Regions from separate parts of the Sus scrofa genome. Here region 2 is linked to region 1. Evidence: chromatin contacts called from public HiChIP or PLAC-seq data. All regions are on one chromosome and are shown on one strand. The core of a region is the stretch at or near the end of the contact, and the rest is flanking DNA. Distances in the headings are between cores, read along the strand shown. Region 1 holds the start of TRIM45 (tripartite motif-containing protein 45). Region 2 holds the start of TTF2 (transcription termination factor 2).

Region 1 (4,575 bases), core at 1,488-3,987:
CCAAAAGCACTATAAGGTCTCAAGTTGGGGGGAAGGGACAATGACGATATCCTTGAGAGAATAAAATAGAAGTTCAATGGAGTTTAAGCTTATGTGGCCCTAAAGGTGATGGGGTGACATTTGGGTGCAGGTGTGTAATAGACGGTTGTGACCAACGCTGAGGAGAGTGGTCAGTACTGAAAGTGTGACTCTCAGGCTCACCTGCAGGAGAAGGAAAGACGGGGGATAAAGTGGAGGAAGGGGGACCAGCGAGGAAGGAGAATGCGAGAAGCAGTTCAAGAAATTACAAGGCCAGGAGAGCAGCCTATTTCAGAAGGCGAGGGGAGAGGACGTTTTAAATACAAGGGAGTACATAACAATAGCGAATACCAAAGAGACTGTAGTGAGAAAGGGCTAGTGATGTGGTCACTTGTCATCTGCAAGAGAAAAGTCTCAGTAGGAAAGAGGAGTTTATAGGGGGGAGGAAAAAAACGGGGGCGGTGATGGTGACACTGAGAAGAAGGTGATGAAAGCCGGAGAGTGAGACTACTCTTTCGAGAAATGTAGTGGTGAGAGTCACAAAGGTCTGGAAGTTAAAAGGCAGCCCAGTCAAAGGAGGATCTGGTAGAAGAACGTGCATAAAGGACAGATGGAAAATGTAGGAACAGCAAGGTTTTGCGAAGGCAGGAAAGGTCGGAATTAAGAGCAGAAGTCTTGAGAGGTTAACCTTGGAAGAGAAGAAAAGCAGTTAGGAGAGGTATGAGAGGAGAAATGATGAATCCCAGATTTTTTTGGTAAAAAGTGAGGAAATTGCTTTTCTTAAAGTCTGCTTTATATTCCTGCTTTATATACCTGCTGAGTATATAAAGGATTTAATGCTTAAGAAGCTGCGATGAGGAGTTCCCCTCATGGTACAGCGGAAACGAATCTGACTAGGAACCATGAGGTTGTGGGTTCGATCCCTGGCCCTACTCAGTGGGTTAAGGATCCGGCGTTGCCATGAGCTGTGGTGTAGGCTGTAGACATGGCTCAGATCTGGCGTTACTGTGGCTGTGGTGTAGCCTGGCAGCAACAGCTCCGATGGGACCCCTGGCCTGGGAACCTCCATATGCTGCGGGTGTGGCCCTAAAAAGGACAAAAGACCAAAAAAAAAAAAAAAAAAAAAAAAAAAGCAGCAGCAGCTGGGAAGAGAAAGGGTAGAGGTGGTTGGGCATGGCATCATGAGACAGAATTCAAGTCTCAGATGGGCTACCTTGGGCTGGCCACCAAACTTGAGACTTTCCTCACAGAGTTGTTAAGAGAGTAAATGGAATAACACACATGTAAATTATAAAGCACTTCTTAGACAAGAGAAGCTTGTAACATCTACCATGGGAAATATGATAAGAGCATGAATAAGAGATGAAGCAAAGCATCACAAGGCATCGGGGAGTGTTGAGGTGAAGTTCAGAGCAAGGATATATAACAAATCCAAGTCTGCAGTTGCTGCGACTGACTTCATACTGGAGTGGAGAAAGCAGATTCCGAGTCAGTAGGTACAGAGAAGGACAAGAAGCCACAAAAAAATCTAGGTAAGAACTATTTTAAGACCTTTGCCGGCATGCTTCCTTTAGGAAATTACATATAATTTACATATAAAAGTGGCATTTGACTCATTAACATATTTTAGAAATGGCCAAACATTCCAATTTCTGATTTTATAGTTTTCTTTTCATATTTCAGAGTGTTGTTTTAGATTCTACTTTTTTTTGTTTTTAAAAGAGCTTAGGCTCCAGGCACTGTGCCTATAGCATGGAATGGATAATGAAGACATCAGTGAGACAGTTGCCCACTGGGTCCAAATCAAGTCCAAGAGGTGATGAATAAAGCGAGCTGTGAGGTAGATAATCAGGCCTCCTCCAGGGGCTTAAGTGCCGAAGATAATGAGAACAGATGGAGGGTAAGAAGCCAGAGGGTTACCACGTGTGGAACTTGGGAGATAAAAGGCCTACATCCCAGGTAAAATCCCAGATACGGCTAAATCAGCAGACTCCTGAGGACACTTAAAAGAAGGAGACCAAGAAACTGTGAATCGCGAAGGAAAGGGTGCCTGATGGGTTCATTTTCCCCTTAGTTTGTGAGCCCACAAAGGGCTTATCCCTCCTTGACACCTTCCACTACCCCATTGTGACCAGCCACCGGCCCTCCCTGACGGATAAAAACGGGGGGACAAACGTGCCCTGTTTCTCTTACACAAAGCTGTAGAATTCTGAATGAAAAACCACCCCTTAGTCATCCGCACCTCTTGCCCCGGATGGGTGAAAAAACTGCTTCTCCGACTCCAGGGAACGGGGAGTCGGCTCCTGGGCGCTGGCCGGACGAAGGCAACGCTAGACCTCGGTGCAACGGTCTCCCTGAGGGGTCTTCCGAACCAGCCTGGGTCGGAAAACGCCAGGAGCCAGCAAGCCTCTTCTAGAAGCTCTTGTACCCAGCCCGCTAGTCCTGAGGGACTCCAGAGCTAAAATAAGCTGGGAAGCCCAGAGGGGAACTCTCAGGCTGACACCAGCTCGGAGAAGAAACGCCAGTAACCGCACACATCCCAAACCTCGACAACCAGGAAAACACCTCCCCTTTCAACGCCCCGGGCGGAGCCCGGCACCAACTGACAGCGCCACCCACCAATGGGAGGGCCCAAACTGGGATCGTGGGACCAATCCGAGGGCGCGGGGGAGGCGGTCCCGTGGCCCATCAGCGCGGCTTTTTAAGTGCTCCTCTGGCCTCTCTGATCGCCGCAGCCATAGAGAAAGGGACAGTCACCGTAAAACGGTGACGCCGGCTGTACTATGCCGCTCACTCCCAGCCTCAGTCTTTTCTTCTTCCGAGGACTAACCCCGCAGACAGCCCCGCCTCCTGCCTTTAGTTTGATCCCGCCCCTTCCCGGAGGGCACCGGCCAAGATGTGGAATTTCCAAAGCTTACTGGGTGCCGCTGGTGTCACTCTGAAGGGCGGCGGGTCCTGCTGCGGCGAAGGCCGCGCCTCTCCCAAGGTGATTGGACTCGCCCGAGTAGCCCCCGACTGGGATTGGTGTGAGAAAGGGCCGGAGCCATCGGGCACCACCTTGGACCGGAAAGTGGGCAGGCGGTGGCAACCGAAGAGCCGGCAAGACCTCGCAGCACCCTCGTCCTCCATGTGCCTTCCGCGGAGGGCCGGGTTGGGGGAAGGAGCGGGAGGCCCCCCAACCGCATCACGCGAGGGCGGGGACGGCACTTGTCGCGTGTCTGGCGCGGGGCCGGACGGGTGGCAGCGGGAGGGGGGTGATAGTAGAGGGTGTTAGAGATGCAGGGGTTCAGAAGTCTAGCAGGAGACTTAGACCTGGAAGCGCCTCCTCGGAGGATTTAGGGGGTTAGAGGAGGCCGTGGGCGTGTCTGGTATGGGATGCCTTGCAAAGGAGGGGGCCCTGTTGAGTAGTTCTGTGGGCGGTTCCTTTAAGGAATCCTCTAACTTTTTGCCCTTTGATTTGCCAAAGAGAGAGTCCCCATGGTCTCTGTTCAAGTTTTGGAAACTTTCTCTTTGGGTGGGCCTAATCACCTACTACTTCATTATAGAATTGCCCAGGGTCTTTTCTGATACTGAGCACAAACGTGGGGAATATGGCAGAAAACAGGAAGCCGCTGCTGGGCTTCGTGGGCAAACTCCCATGTGGGACCACACCTGGGAACTCAGGCAAGACTCACTGCCCTTTGTGCATGGGGCTTTTCAAGACCCCCAGGCTCTTGCCTTGTTTGCACACAGTTTGCACCACCTGTCTGGAGCAGCTGGAACCCTTCTCAGTAGTGGACATCCGTGGGGGAGACTCTGACACAAGCTCTGAGGGGTCAATATTCCAGGAACTCAAGCCATGCACTCTGCAGCCGCAGATCGGCATCCTCTGTCCGGTATGTGATGCTCAGGTGGACCTGCCCATGGGTGGAGTGAAGGCTTTAACCATAGACCACCTGGCCATGAATGATGTGATGCTGGAGAGTCTGCGTGGGGAAGGCCAGGGCCTGGTGTGTGACCTGTGCAGCGACAGGGAAGTGGAGAAGAGGTGTCAGACCTGCAAAGCCAATCTCTGCCACTTTTGCTGCCAGGCTCATAGGTAAAGATGGGACACCCCACCTGGTGTGGCTTAAGAGCGGAGTGCAAAGAGGTGTCAAGACAGAGAATTCCCTGGGTGAGCAGATGGAAAGGAAAGCTCGAATGCCATGCAAAGTCAGAGAGCAATATAGGATGTGGTTACAGATATTCCAGAACAGCGGTTAACTCCTGCAGCCTTTATATAATACCCATGGTAATAACAGCAGCAGAGGTTTGCAGAGTCCTTTTCAGCTTACAAAGCACATTCAGTTTCCTTGGATCATCAACCATTTGTATAGTGAATAATTGTACTGGGTGCTAAAGAAAGAGAATGAATATAATACCAAAGCCCCTGGCCTTGATTTCATTTGATCCTTGCAATGCATAGAAAAGCAGGCATTGTTTTCACCCCTTATTATTTGAGGAAACTGAAGCTCAGCCATATGTGATTTGTCACAGGTCCCCTAGCTGGTAAGTAGTATATTACAGAACAGAGTTTTA
Region 2 (4,575 bases), core at 1,023-3,522, 63 kb after region 1:
TTCTTGCCCTGTGGTAGAAACAGGCCCTGAAGCTCTACCACCATGCCTTCATGCAATAAACAGTGAGAAACAGGAATGCTAGGGGGAAAAAATTGAAATTGTATTTTAGGAGGCAAAGCATAGAGGCCAATATCCTAAAATTAAACCCAAAATATGGGCTTTAAACTTAAGGACCCATGTTTGACCTCCACTGGGTTTGCAGATCTCACACTTTTATGTACATTGCGCATTCCTGTGGGGAAAGAGCCAAGCTCTCATCTTTCACTCCCCCAAATAAAGCAGAACAGTAAATATATCTATATTTCTCTTGATGATCCAAAAGTGTGAAGCAATACTGTGCTACATAACCACTATACTGGGATACCTCCAGGCTGTGGATTTTCCCCAGATTCTTCCATCCTCTTTCCTCTGATAATCCATTAGCTGTCACTCAGCTTTGTCACACACCCACTCTGGTAAAACACTCTACTGATTTTCTTCATGCTTGTTGGTCTAAGTTTAATTCCTCCCTTCCAACTTCTTATTATGAAAGATAATTTATGTACAACATTTGAGAGTAAATAGTTTTAGGAGATGGTCTAAAATACTCTCACATGACCTGTGGCATTTTCTGTCTTTTTGCTTATATTCTGGTTACCAGACATATTCCAAGTAAGTCAAATTTATCAAGCAATCGTCTTTGAGTCAGTCAAATACCATTGTACTAGTTTGTACAGGAGTACATTCTTATAAGTAGTACTCTATAAAAAGGCATGTTTCTTTTCATTTAAAACAGAATCTTACACTTCCATTAATGTTTAGTTCTTATAAATCTGAATGTGCTTTTGTGTCTCATGAAACTTGAGCTAGGTACTGAACCTAAGAAGCCATGTATAGAAACTAGAAATAAATAGTAAACCCTGACATAATGACATGGTGTTGATAGCATCAGGGTTTTTTTTTTGTTTGGTCCCTTCTCTAAGATTTAACACTGATTTAAATAAAATCATTTTGTATTTAATTAAACTGGATCCTAGTAATTTCTGTCAAATGAAAAAACAACTTACAGAAGGCAAAGAAAATATTTTACTAAAAATTTATTTTCTACATCTGAAAAAGGATAAAAATCTCCCACTTAGTTTCAAAGCATAACAAAAATACAAATCATCTAAATCATGTGGGGGAAACATGAGAAGCTAATGTATGTGTTGAAAAAAACATTATTTTCCAATATTGATATCCATTATGTGCCTTACATGATATGTAGAAAAATACCTTTTCTCTACCAAGTTCAGTAGAAAGTAGGAAAAAAAATGGTTAAGATATAACAGTTTAAAATTTCGCATAGAGACTTCCAACATCTGGTACTGTGAAAACATTAACAACATTTTATGAGAACAGTATTAACTTTTCTCACTTCCAAAAAGAAGCTTAATATTTCTGGGTTTCACTTTCAGCTCTGTAAAAACCAGACTGCCGAATCAGATTTCTGATGTTTCTTTCAGCCTTAATCCCTAAAGTAACTTGTTTCCTTAGATTAACAATCTCACCACTTAAATGTAGAGAATCCTATTTTTAAAAGAGCCAGTCAATCCGACTACTATTAGTGCAAAGCTGGAGCCAGTTATTTTCTGCTACGCCTCTATGTCCTCACTTTAAATGGAGTAGGGGGTAATGTCTGATCAGAAGGGAGTGATCAAGGCTTGTCAGGCGAAAAAGAAACCGAGAACTGGAAAGGACCAGAAGGATCCAGATGTAGTCGATCCTCCATGTTATGAGGGAATTGGCTGCCCAGAGAGGCAAAGTAACCAGCCTTGGGTCACACTGCAATCAAGAGCGGGGCGTGTCCCTAACATGCCAAGTTGTCCTGAGATTACCAACTAATTAAAGGGCCATGGCTCCACAGACCAGGGGTCCCAGCTCTCCCAGTCCTAATGGCGCTGGCCAGAGGGGAGTCCGCGACCCCACCGGGGAGACGGCGCGCGGTCGCAGGGAATTGTGCCCAGCTCGAGACCTACTCAGTGGCCCTCAGAAAGTTGCATGTGTCCGCCGGGCACACGTAGAAGCTCTTTCCTTTATTCGGGCCATCGCGGACGCCGGTCTTCAGAAAGCATAAGGTGCCTGAGGAGAGAAGGTCGACAATAGTTAGGCCACGCTACAATGACAGATCCCGAAAGACCCTGGGACCCTGACCTCCTACCATGCTGCGGACACCTAACCACTTCCATCCTGCTCCTTCTTTCTCTTTCCCCAAGCTACCCCAACCCAACGCGTGCTTCCGCCTTTGACTCCGCCCTCCTCCTTCAGGAACCAATCGTCACCCACCTCCCCGAGTCTTAACCCCCATAATTCATCCCCGCGGCCTTAGTTACCCGCTGATGGCTATTATCAGCCAATCAAACGGTAGTTTGTTTCTCTCCAACCAATCACAGCCGTCCTCAGGTTTGCCTCGCGCCGAAATCGAACTGAGGCGAGGGGGAGGGTGGACTTGGTCTTTGGTTGATGGGGCGTGGCCGAAGCTGGAAAGAGTTTTGGAGGCTGGCGAAGCTTCCGGGCTTAGGGAAGCTTTGCTTTGCAGGTCCTGAAAGAGAAAAGAACAGGACTGTCAACGGGGAGACTCTAGCTTACATTTATTTAAGACCTAGAGGCGGCCCTAAAGGAAGCAGGCGTTAGAAACTGCAGAGAAGAGCTCTGCAAAGAAGACTCCCTTCTCCCGAAGGCCAAGAGCGCCTGGAATTTCATAGTCATCTGCGAGCTGGGTTGGTTGGTGGGCGCTCTGCCTTCTTGCTGGCTCTCTGGGGTGCGAGAGAGGGTCGGTGGGGGCATCCTTTAAAGCTACATGGTGAACTGACGGGACTATGGTAGAGCAAGCTTAAAGACTTTTCCAGGACCCCACAACCCAAAGTGCTTACCCATACACGTCTTGACCGTGGCTCAGAGGTTAATAAACCCGACTAGGATCCATGAAGATCTGGGTTCGATCTCGACAGCCTGGTGAGATGGGCATTTTACCGACCCGTAGACTCCTAGAACTTTGAGTAACTAACCCCAGGTCAGAGAATTAGTGAGTGGACCGTCTGCGGACAGGTGCCAGCGGACCACGCAGCTGCCTCCTGTGTGTACTGAATGTTCTCTAGGCGCTCAATAGGAGACCTGAGTTGGAAGTGTCACAGTGGAAACGACAGGGGAGAAATAGATGACCTTTGGTGAAAGGGAATTTAATTTGGTACATTTTTTATTATCAGACTTTTTCTACCAGTAGGCTTTTGTAATATTAAAAACCGAGGATAAGTTGAAAGAAAGGGGGCTATTTGAAATTGTAATCGGATCTCTTAGGCAGCAAAAAGAAACAGACATCAGACACTTATTGCAATAGAGATGGCTTCATCTTACAACTCTTTGGAACATATGTCCTGACATATGGTGTAGCATGTGCAGCTGTACTTACAGAGACAGTAGGACAGAAATTCTGCAAGTTCTAGGAAATCTGGGCTATATGATAGATGTAAATGTCATAGGGGATCCAGAGGAGGGAAGACAAACCTGAGGTGTCATTTTTTAATTAAACAAGTACTTATTAAATAGTTTTTTGTGTGTCCAGTGTGGGTGGACACTAGGTGCTTGAGAAATATAAAATTCATTTATTCATACACAAAGTTTAAGAAAACTATTCTAATCACAAAGAGCTTTCTCAGTATTTGGAGACTGAACTAGTACATACTGACACTTAAATAACAGTGTAAAATAGTATTATTTGTCTTTTTGCCTTTTTAGGGCTATGCCCACGGCATATGGAGGTTTCCAGGCTAGGGGTCAAATCAGAACTACAGCTGCTGGCCTACACCACAGTTCACCGCAACGTGGGATCCATAACCCACTGAGTGAGGCCAGGGATCGAACCTGCAATCTCATGTTTCCTAGTCAGATCCATTTCTGCTGCACCAGGAGGGGAACTCCTAAAATAGTATTTAAATGTCAAGATGAGTGGGGTCAGCAGTAAACTCCGTAGGACTAGATAAAGATATGTCTGGAAGCAAAGTGGAATTAGTTTATACATAACTATCTCCACTGTAACACTTATAAATGCAGAGATAAGAAAGGAACAAAAAACAGGCATTTTCATTATTCCAGATTATAATCCTTGCACGGAAGGAGTTCCCTTCGTGGCTCAGCGGTTAACAAACCCGACTAGGATCCATGAGGATCTGGGTTCAATCTGGGGCCTTGATCAGTGGGTTAAGGATCGTTGCCATGAGCTGTGGTGTAGGTCACAGACGAGGCTTAGATTCTGCGTTGCTCTGGTGGTGGCATAGACTGGCAGTTGTAGCTCTAATTCAAACCCTAACCTGGGAACCTCCATATGCCACAAGTACGGCCCTAAAAAAGCAAACACAAACAAACAAAAATCCTTGCACTGAAAGATTTTTATGAACGTATTTAATATATGCTGTATTAGGAGAAGTAGACCATGAATACTGTCATTCCAGGACAAGGGGCATGATAATTATTTCTTGAATAATAAATGTTTGAAACAAAAACAAAATAGGAGCCTCTTAAATATCCTGTTAAGGAAGAAGCTGTTCCTCTGCAAGTATT

Evidence for each region. HiChIP or PLAC-seq counts read pairs in DNA pulled down with a chosen protein or histone mark.
Region 2: a contact with region 1 is called in an H3K27ac HiChIP or PLAC-seq map of skeletal muscle. The contact joins the promoter of TTF2 here to the promoter of TRIM45 in region 1. A contact is called at or near these places in 10 of 47 Hi-C or Micro-C datasets (brain, embryonic fibroblasts, epiblast stem cells and 6 more) and 2 of 2 datasets of contacts at active chromatin or transcription factors (alveolar macrophages and skeletal muscle).

Annotation. Positions count from the first base shown.
Region 1 is chr4:103,610,445-103,615,019 of Sscrofa11.1, forward strand. TRIM45 (tripartite motif-containing protein 45) reads left to right here and starts at 2,738. Exons shown (of 6, transcript XM_001929343.5): 1 at 2,738-4,096. The coding sequence starts at 3,609.
Region 2 is chr4:103,674,206-103,678,780 of Sscrofa11.1, forward strand. It overlaps TTF2 (transcription termination factor 2), which reads right to left and starts at 2,273. Exons shown (of 23, transcript XM_001929357.7): 1 at 2,180-2,273; 2 at 1,998-2,100; 3 at 1-78. The coding sequence starts at 2,207.